Regions from separate parts of the Callithrix jacchus genome. Here region 2 is linked to region 1. Evidence: chromatin contacts called from public Hi-C data. All regions are on one chromosome and are shown on one strand. The core of a region is the stretch at or near the end of the contact, and the rest is flanking DNA. Distances in the headings are between cores, read along the strand shown.

Region 1 (4,602 bases), core at 372-2,871:
ACATTGAGATACCATCTCATGTCAGTTAGGATGACAATCGTTAAAAAATCTGGAGACAACAGATGCTGGAGAGGATGTGGGAAATAGAAACGCTTTTACACTATTGGTGGGTGTGTAAATTAATTCAACCATTGTGGAAGACAGTGTGGTGATTCCTCAAGGACCTAGAAATAGAAATTCCATTTGACCCAGCAATCCCATTATTGGGTATATATCCAAAGGATTATAACTCTTTCTATTATAAAGACACATGCACATATATTTTTCTTGCAGCACTGTTTACAACAGCAAAGACTTGGGACCAACCCAAATGCCCATCAAGGATTGACTGGATAAAGAAAATGTGGCACACGTACACCATAGAATACTATGCAGCCATAAAAAAGGATGAGTTCATGTCCTTTGCAGGGACATAGATGAATCTGGAAACCACTGTTCTCAGCAAACTGACATAAGAACAGAAAACTAAACACCACATGTTCTCACTCATAGGTGGGTGTTGAACAATGAGAACAGATGGACACAGAGAGGGGAACATCACACACTAGGGTCTGTTGGGGGGTGGGGGACTAGGGGAAGGATAGCAGAGGGTGGGGAAATTGGGGAGGGATAACATTAGGAGAAATGCCTAATGTAGGTGACAACGGGATGGAGGCAGCAAACCACCATGGCATGTGTATACCTATGTAATAATCTTGCCAGATCTGACCATGTACCCCAGAACTTAAAGTAAAATTTTTAAAAAATCAATATATATTCCTAAATACAAATGCTTGGGATTTTCTCTTGTCAAACTGATGATTATGGTGTTAGCCAAACTGGATTCAAAGATTTTGGCCAACTCTGTATGTATAGCGTGAGCAACCCCCTGAGCCTACAAGGGTTTACTCAAACTTAAGGGGTGTCAGTGACTCCTCTTCTTATTTGACCTCATTCCCCAGGAAGCCTACTATTACCATGATACAACTATAAATTCCTAGTGTCCTCCCTCCCCTGGGTCATTCTCACATCTCTTCAGTAGTCAAATGACCAGGACTGCCTATATGCCAGTTCCTATTTTTGTCACAGCTTTGCAAAACCAGGTGCTTCCTGCTGGCAACCAAAAGCAATTCTCTCATGAGTGTCAAATCGTGCTGACAAGACACTCACAGGGCCCAGGGCCATGTGAGACAACAGTTTTCCACAAAACTCTGTGAGTGGTTTTTCAAAACCATCTTGACACTAACAGCTGAGGCAGGTGTCCCTGGCAGCTCTGCTATACCACTTTAGCACACCGCAGATGCTAAGACCCAGGATTCCTTCCAGACACCACTTTGTGCATTCTATGTCAGCCCTGACTCTCACACATCTCTCCAGGACTCATCTTCTTTAATTTTCCCCAAAGTCTGCACCCAAATTAGCCTTCTGGATTACCTTTTCGATTTCTCATCCTCAAAATTAAAAAAAAAAGTTGAAGGGTTGTCCTGTGGCCATGATTAATCTTTCCAGTCTGTCCTTGCACTCTGGGAAATAGCTTATCTCAAGTAATGGAAGGAGACAGAGAAAAGTCTCCTTCCCATTTTCCTGAGTTTAGTGGTCTCGTCATGCTCCAGCCAGAGCCCTCTCTGCACAGTCACCATCCTATTCCACCCTTGCGGGTAGGAGGAAAGACAGAGCTTGCATCCCAGAGTGATGCCCTCCTGTCCCCACAGGACCAGGGAGGAATTAGAAGACGGAGGCCCACTCCATTACTGTGCTGGGAAAATGACACCCACAGTATTCTCTCCCCTAACCATACCATGAGTTGATGAGTGGGCACATTTGGTCACCTTTAGCCTACCTTCTAAAATAAACCTCCAAAGAAAACTTAATAATGAAATAGGTACCGTTTTGTTACTGTTGTCCCCTCCGGACCCCTCCATGTCCCTCTTCCTGGATAAGGGGGTTATAGGCACAGTGCCATACTTGCCATAGAAAGAAGGCTGATGTTGGACATGGAATCTGAGCTCTGAAAAGTACAAATATGATGGACACATAGAGCCAATCTGAGGGATCTGGCAAGACCTCCTTGACGAAGTGAGTTTCAAGCTGAGATAAAGGGATGGAGAGCAGTTCCCAGGACACAGAGAGTTTCTAGCAGAGCAGGCAACAGATGCAAATGCCCCTGGTAATGGAGACCATAGTGCTTTCCAGAAACTGAAAGAGACCAATGTGGTTGAACCAGAGAGAAGGAGAGGGAGCTTCACACAGAAACAGGAAGATAAAATAGACATGGAGATCCAAAGGAAGGAAGCTAGTTGTGAGGCAGCCTTGTGAGAAACTTGTGTCCTCTTTCTGCATGAAGCTCTCTTGAACTGCAGACACAGAACATAAGGAGCAGGTGGTCTTTTCCACCAGCCTATCCTTTCTCCCTGAGGCCTTCAAATCTTTTCAAACCCAGAAGCCACCTCATCCCCTCTAAAAAGTCCTCCCTGACTTCCCATGCCTACTGCCCACCTACCACCCGTCTTGCCCTTCACAGCACTTCCAGGTTTCCTCTGTCACAATCCGTGGCTTCCCCTACCCCAGTTGATGCTAAAAATAAAGCATTAGAACAATAGAAAGCAGAAATCACTCCAACTCCTGGTCCCCTTTTCCTGTAGCCTGGGGGAAAATACAAGCCTTACAGTACTTTTCTAAATGACGGCTTCATCTTTTAATGCAGAGGGAAGAATTTCCTGGCTATTAAAAACACACTAAAAAATGGAATTCAGGCATCCAGGTCCTTCCTCATGCATGTCTCAATATAAATTTCCCCCCTTATTCCAAAGAAATAATTATTTAACATCACAAAAAGTGTTTTATCTATCAAAAACAAAAGCATACTGAAAAAATGGCTTTTGTAGACAAAAAGGAGGTATAACTAGTTTAACAGAAACATCAGCTTTGTGTCTGAAGGTGTCACAGCCTACTCCCCTGTAACTGCAATGAAACATATGAACCCATAGATGGCAGAAGGTGACTGCTAAATAAATACCTAGTTCCACCCCTCACAGAATCAGTCAGCTCTAAACAGTGCAAGGCAGAAGCCTCAGGTCCATCCATCTTTGCAACAGCCACTGTACTGGTAGTGTAGCTTCCACTTCCCTATTACAGTTGGATAATCATAGAAGAGGACTCAGATTTCACCATTTCCAAAACACTTTCTGGCATTTTAAATTCCATGCTACATGAAAACTAACCCAATTCCTCACATCCTGGTGCAGTCATCCCAGTCCCATCTTCAGTGAGCAATATCTGGTACACATGCACTACATCCAAATCCCAAGTGGCTCAGCACTGTGACTCATGCCTGTCATCCCAGTACTTTGGGAGTCCAAGGCAGGAGAGTCACTTGAGAACAGGAGTTCAAGTCCAGCCTGGTCAACAGAGCAAGACCCTATCTCTAAAAACAAAAATAAAAGTAAAAAAATTAGCTGGGCATGGTGGCACACACCTGTGGTCCCAGCTACTTGGGAGGCTGAGGCTGGAGGCTCCTGACATGAAAAACAGTGCAGAGCTGCTCTTCCTCTCATGGGATGCTTATCCCTGAACTTCATGTTACCTGAGGGAAATGAGAACCCAGGTCTGGTTTAAACCAGTGTTTTTCAGGTCTCTGCTACCTGCAGCTGAACACAACCCCTAACCAATTCAGCATGTCAACCGCTACTGTTGTCATTGTTGCTATCGGTTTTATTATCAAGAAAGGGGTACCCCAGGCCAGGGTTGCTTTGACAATGTCACAAACACTGAGAGGACCCGAGATGTGAAATGAGTTGTCCACCGGCATAATCATGTGAAGCTGGAGGATCTGCAGAAACAGCCCTGCCTGTCCCAGTGCCACAGATGCCATCATAACATATGGAGACATCACGGCGTGTCCCCTGAGACAGCCGAGTTGATTGATGTGCTTTCTTCTCTGAGAGTGCAAGTGTGAAGAGTTTTTTCTCTGTTCCTCAGAGTAGACAGTGGACTGGGAGGCATCTGACTTGCTCTTCCCTGCTACATTTAAAGGGAAGCTGAAGGTTTCTCTAGCCATATTTCTCCAGTTCTGGTGAAGAGGTCACCAGCACGGATGGGCTGACATAATTGGGGTGAGTCACTCACCACCTCATAGCACTTTAACTTCCTCTGCTTCACTGACCTTCACCTGCACTCTTTCCCATTCACTCTTTCCACACTTCCTGGTGCAGGCACACCCTGGACCTTGCCCTCAGCAGGAACTGCGCCACCAGAATCTTGATGTCTGGTATTCCAGGTCTCACTGCCCCACCCTCCTCTTCTACATCCTACCCCTCCGCTTTCATTCTTTGGCTTCCTAATGGTCAATCCCATGGGAGTGTATGTTGGTTCCAGGAGATTCTGCACTATCTATCAATATTTCAGGTGCATGTGTCATACATCCCAGCAGTTCTATTCCTAGGCACTTACCCTACAGATTCCAGGAATGTTCTCAGTAACACATGAACAAAAATACTTAGTTCAGAAGAAAAAAATTTTAAAACAACTTAAAAGATTTGTTGGCCGGGCATGGTGGCTCAAGCCTGTAATCCCAGCACTTTGGGAGGCTGCTGTGGGAAGATCATGAGGTCAGGAGATGGAGAC
Region 2 (5,101 bases), core at 992-3,491, 100 kb before region 1:
GCTCAACTGTGTGTTTTTAATGTTTACTAATTTTGAAAAATCAGTGCTCTGCTCTGGGAATTCCATCAATTAGCAGCACTTCAGCCTATTAGTTTTTCTGTAAAACTGATAATGACCATGATGTGCTTTTTCAGTATCACTTTAGTGCAAATTTCAAAATTGGTTAGGTTCCAGGTACGGGAAGCATGGTCTTTATGTAAGGGATATAAGGTAACAATTGTTCAGAATGTTTGATGGAGAAAACAGAGCATCTGATCTCCTTGAAGTTAGCCAGCTTGATTCCTTTTACACGTAGCACAAATACTTGGTATCCAGAGCATGGAAAAATGATTCAAATGGAACCGGCTGTGATTGAACACAGAACCTGTTCTGTTCATCGATACTCACTCCAGTCGATGAATGACAGAATCTTCTTCAACTAAAAGGTAGAACTGGACACCACTTCCTGGAATTGTGCCACCTGAGTGGAGACAGGCGAAGTGTGGCCCGGATGGAATATTCCAATTACTCCAGACACCACGCACAGAAATGCAGTTGTTTGTTCTCATGGGTTGCCAAAAAATAAAAAATAAAAGTAATGGGATGATTGCAATTTATTAAAATATGGAGAAATGTTTCATGAAACTAAACATACTTGAATAAGGTGGGAGTGAAGTATCTCCTATTTTATCGATTACAAAGAAAAGAAACCAATTATTTCTAAAGGTTTCCTGCTCTGCAATCCCAAGATTCCTTCACCTCAGAGCTTTCTACAGTTCCCAAACAGGCCAGCAGAGGGTACTGCTGAATCATACTTAATTCCCTAAACCCACAGCTGTGCAAATGCTTTTGTTCCTTTTCCGAAAAAATAAAAATAAATCATGAACTGGCCCCATAGGCATGCATGCAATGCAGTGTAAGGTACAGGGTTTTTGAAAAAAAATTTTTAACAGTTTTATGCACAGGCTCAGAGCAAATGCAGTGAATTTCTGTATTGCCAACAGTAGCAGGTAAGTCTCAGCAAGAAGAGATGGACAAATTGTCTGATGTGATGATGTTTGCTCCATGAATTGTTCTCTTGAGAGGATTTTGTGTTTGCATTGAGGGAGAAGTCTGCCTGGAAACCGCATTTTCTGTGTGTGTGTGTGTGTGTGTGTGTGGTGTGTGTGTGTGTGTGTGTGTGTGTAGCTTTGCTTTAGGAGGAAGGAAGTGAGAGAGCTTCCATGCAGAGATTTGAAAAGGAAACCGACGTCCTTGGAGGATTGCAATATCCTGGTGAGGGCAGGAAAGTCAGCTGAAATTAATATACATCATCTCATCTTGGTCCCATTCCCACTTCCTCTAACTATAAACACACACCACAGTCATCCTACAAAGCCTACTAAACCAACAATAGTTCCATGCCCCAGAGAGCAAGATGAGTAACTTTTAAATAAAATATGTATTCCCCTTTACCGGGAAGAAACAAAATGAGGTGGCAATGTCTGCTGAGAGCAAGGCATGACCCCTACACCTGAAGAGAATGGACAGATGAGAAGCAGGCATGTCCCAATTCACAGTGAACTTGTGTTCCGAAAGTTCGTTGGCAGGCCATGTTTGGAACTGAGAGAATTATGAAGGCTGGATACAGTCCTAGGACAGCCAAGCACATTCAGTCCCTTGGCTGGGCTATAACCCTGGCAGGGAAGCAGCCTGCTCTGAGCACTTACTACATATTACCACTTTTGTTCAGAATCTTAATTTGCTCTCAAAGGAGTGCTTGAAAGTGGGGATTAGCCCCATTTCACAGATGAGGATTCGGATCTAAGTCAGCTTGTATGATGTTGGTGCAAAAATAATTTCAGTTTTTGCAAATACTTTTAATAGCAATAATAATTTGCTCAAGGTCCAATAGCCAGCAAATGGTGGCGCTCAGCCAATTGGCTTCAGAACTTGTGCCCTGTCGTTTCACTCACTTATACTTATTGAGGCCTTTCAGTGTATCAGGCACTGCTCCAAGTGTGTAACACGCATCATTTCATTACACTCACAATAAGGGTAACGGACAGATAGTGTTATTTCCATTCTACAGATGAGGAAACTGAAGTACAGAGAGATTTAGAAAGTTGTCCACGCTAGGAAGTGATGATGCATGGATTCAAAACCAGGTCATGGGGCTCCAGAACTATTGCTCTGGATGAAACCGACACCCAGAGCATCCTCCAAGACCCTCTGCAGGTGCTCAGGCATTGACAGAGTTACAAATCTTCAGCCTAGAGGCCATAACTGCTAGAGAGGAGAGGACAAAGGCTTGCTTTTCCTGTACTGGACATGACATTGAGTAGCACTTGCTTAGAGCCTATGATGTGCTAGGTTCCATATTTAGCGCTTTATATATATGAGATCATTTGGTTCTGACAGTAGTCCTGGGAGAAAGGAATAGTTGTCCTCATGTTTAAGTAGAAAAACTTGTGCCAGAAAAGTTAGTTCACCTACCTAAGAACATGCAGTTAATAAATAGCAGAGCAAGACTAAAATGTAACATCTGTTTAACTTGGAGGTACTTCCATGAAATATTGTTAAAGGAGAAAAGCAAAATGCAAAAATGTGCATACAATATACATATATAAAGAAATACGTTATTATCACAGAAGTACAGAAGGATATATTTAAGGTTGTTAATCTGGGATAGAGGAGAAGGTGGGGTAAGGATGTATTAAAGTACTTATGTCACACATTTCTGCATCTGTGAAAACGATGTATGTGTAAGTATATGTACATATAAAAAGCTGTGAAACTAAAAAGTTATGAAATTTGCAAAAGTTATAATAGAAAAATTAATTTTAACTTATTAATAGACATTTGCTGAAATGTAATAAAACTTCTTAGTACATTTTATTGTTATGGATGTGTTGTTCTAATCCTGGATTATTAACAGAAATCAAAAGTAAGCATTATATTTAACATTAAAACTCCAGGCATGTTCACATTAAAATCAGGAACAAGGCTAGGAATCCAATTATCATTCTCTGTTATTCAACATTACTCTAGAAGTTCTGGTTCATGCAATAAAACAAGAAGAGGTATGAGGTAACGACTTTAGAAAGGAAGACAAAATATTACACATGCAGATAATTATGTTGTTAAAAACTTATCTATACACACACTCACACATATCAACACAGCGCTGCCTTCATACAACATAGGCCCAACCCCGGGTATGTCAGTTAGGGTTCTCCAGAGAAACGAAATCAGTAGGATATATGTAAATATATAAAAGATGTATACTAGGAATTGGCTCACACAATTATGAAGGCTGCCAAATCTCACTGTATGCCACCTGCAAACTGGAAAACTGGGAGAGCTGATGGTGTAGTTCCAGTTGAAACCCGGAGGCCTGAGGGCCAGGGGAACCAGTGCATGAGTCCCAGTCTAAGTACAAAAGCCCAAGAACCAGTAGCACGGACGTTTAAGGGCACAAGTACATACATGCTGCAGCTTCAAGGGAGTAAATTTGCCTTTCCTTGTTCTGCTCAGGCCCTCAATGGATTGGATAATACCCATCTGCACTTTTCTACTCAGTCTACCAATCCAAATGCTATTCTCTTCCAGAAACACCCTACAGAGACACCTAGAATTAATGTTTTACCAGCTATCTGGCCATCCCTTAACCCAGTCAAGTTGACCCAGTACACTTGGATATCACTTTTAAATTGGCAAAAATTATTGGTACCATTTTACCTTCCTTATTACCTACAACCTACTAGTTTCTACCTCCCCAAGTTTAGTGCTATTACATGCCCCTAAACTGTAAGATTACCATTTTCCTCCTTTTTCTACCCATAATCAAAGCTATTTTCCCCCTAGATAGAGAAAAAATGACCCTCCCAAACTAATGCACAAGAAAGTGTGAATAGCCTTCAAGATCCTCTTACTTTCCTAAATGCTTCTGTATATTTTTTATTAATAATAAATTTTATTTTTAGAGCAGTTTTAGGTTCACAGTAAAACTGAGTGAAAAGTAGACAGTTGCCAAATATCCCCATCCCCACACATACACAACCTATTCCACTATCAAGATTCCCCACCAAAGTGGTACATTTGTTACAATCAATGCACCTTTATTTACACATCATTATCACTCAGAGTTCATGGTTTACATTGGTTCTCTTGGTGTACATTCTATGGGTTGGGACAAACGTATAATGACATATGTCTACCACTGTAGTTTTATGCCGAATAGTTTAATTGCCTTAAAAATTATCTAAGCTCTCCCTATCATCTCTCCCTCCTCCAACCCCTGGCAACTATTCATCTTTTTACTCTCTATCAGTTTTACCTTTTCCAGAATGTCATATAGTTGGAAGTGCACAGTAGGTAGGCTTTTCAGATTGTCTTCTTCCATTTAGTAATATGCATTAACTTTTCCTCCATGTCTTTTCATGGCTTGATAGCTCATTTATGGTTAGCATTGAATAATATTCTATTGTCTGTTTCTCAGCAACAGTAAAAAAAAAATCAAAACATAATATTAAATATTTCATTATCCGGATGTACTACAGTTTATTTATCCCCTCACCTGAAGAAATCTGGTTACTTTTGAGTTTTGGCAATTCTGAAGGAAGCTGCTACAAACATTCATGTGCACGTTTTTGTGTGAATGTAAGTTTTCGATTCATTTGGTAAATACTAAGGAGCAGGATTGCTGGATCATATGGTGAAAGTACATGTAGTTTTGTAAGAAACCTCCAAAATGTCTTCCAAAGTAGCTGTACACATATTGCATTCCCACCAGCAATGAATGAGAATCCCTGGTGTTCTATATCCTCACAGCATTTGGTGTTGTCACCGTTTTCAATTTTGGCCATTCTGATACGGATGTCATGGTACCTCATTGTTGTTTTAATTTGCCACTTCCTAATGACAGATAATGTTAAATATATTTTCATATGCTTACTTACCATCCATATATGGTCTTTTGTGAGATACCATTGAGGTATTTCATACAATTTTAATTGGGTTGTTTAATTTCTCTTTGTCGAATTTTAGGAGCTCTTTTGGATAACAGTCTTTTGTCACATGTGCCTTTTGCCAATATTTCTCCCAGTCAGTGCCTTGTCTTCTCATGCTCATAACATTTTTT

The links. Hi-C and Micro-C count contacts between places; a contact is called where the count stands out from the background.
Region 2: a contact with region 1 is called in a Hi-C map of skeletal muscle, with 11 times the contacts expected there. The contact joins two enhancer-like sites. A contact is called at or near these places in 2 of 3 Hi-C or Micro-C datasets (both in skeletal muscle).

The regions. Positions count from the first base shown.
Region 1 is chr6:125,120,035-125,124,636 of calJac240_pri, reverse strand. No RefSeq gene overlaps it. Among named protein-coding and RNA genes, the nearest start is that of CTLA4, 61 kb to the left of the region's middle. Within about 2 kb of position 1,621, at least 2 of the 16 cell types and tissues checked have an H3K27ac peak or open chromatin away from gene starts, as enhancers often do. A contact at or near this core is called in skeletal muscle, where this site is marked.
Region 2 is chr6:125,222,026-125,227,126 of calJac240_pri, reverse strand. No RefSeq gene overlaps it. Among named protein-coding and RNA genes, the nearest start is that of ICOS, 38 kb to the left of the region's middle. Within about 2 kb of position 2,241, at least 3 of the 16 cell types and tissues checked have an H3K27ac peak or open chromatin away from gene starts, as enhancers often do. A contact at or near this core is called in skeletal muscle, where this site is marked.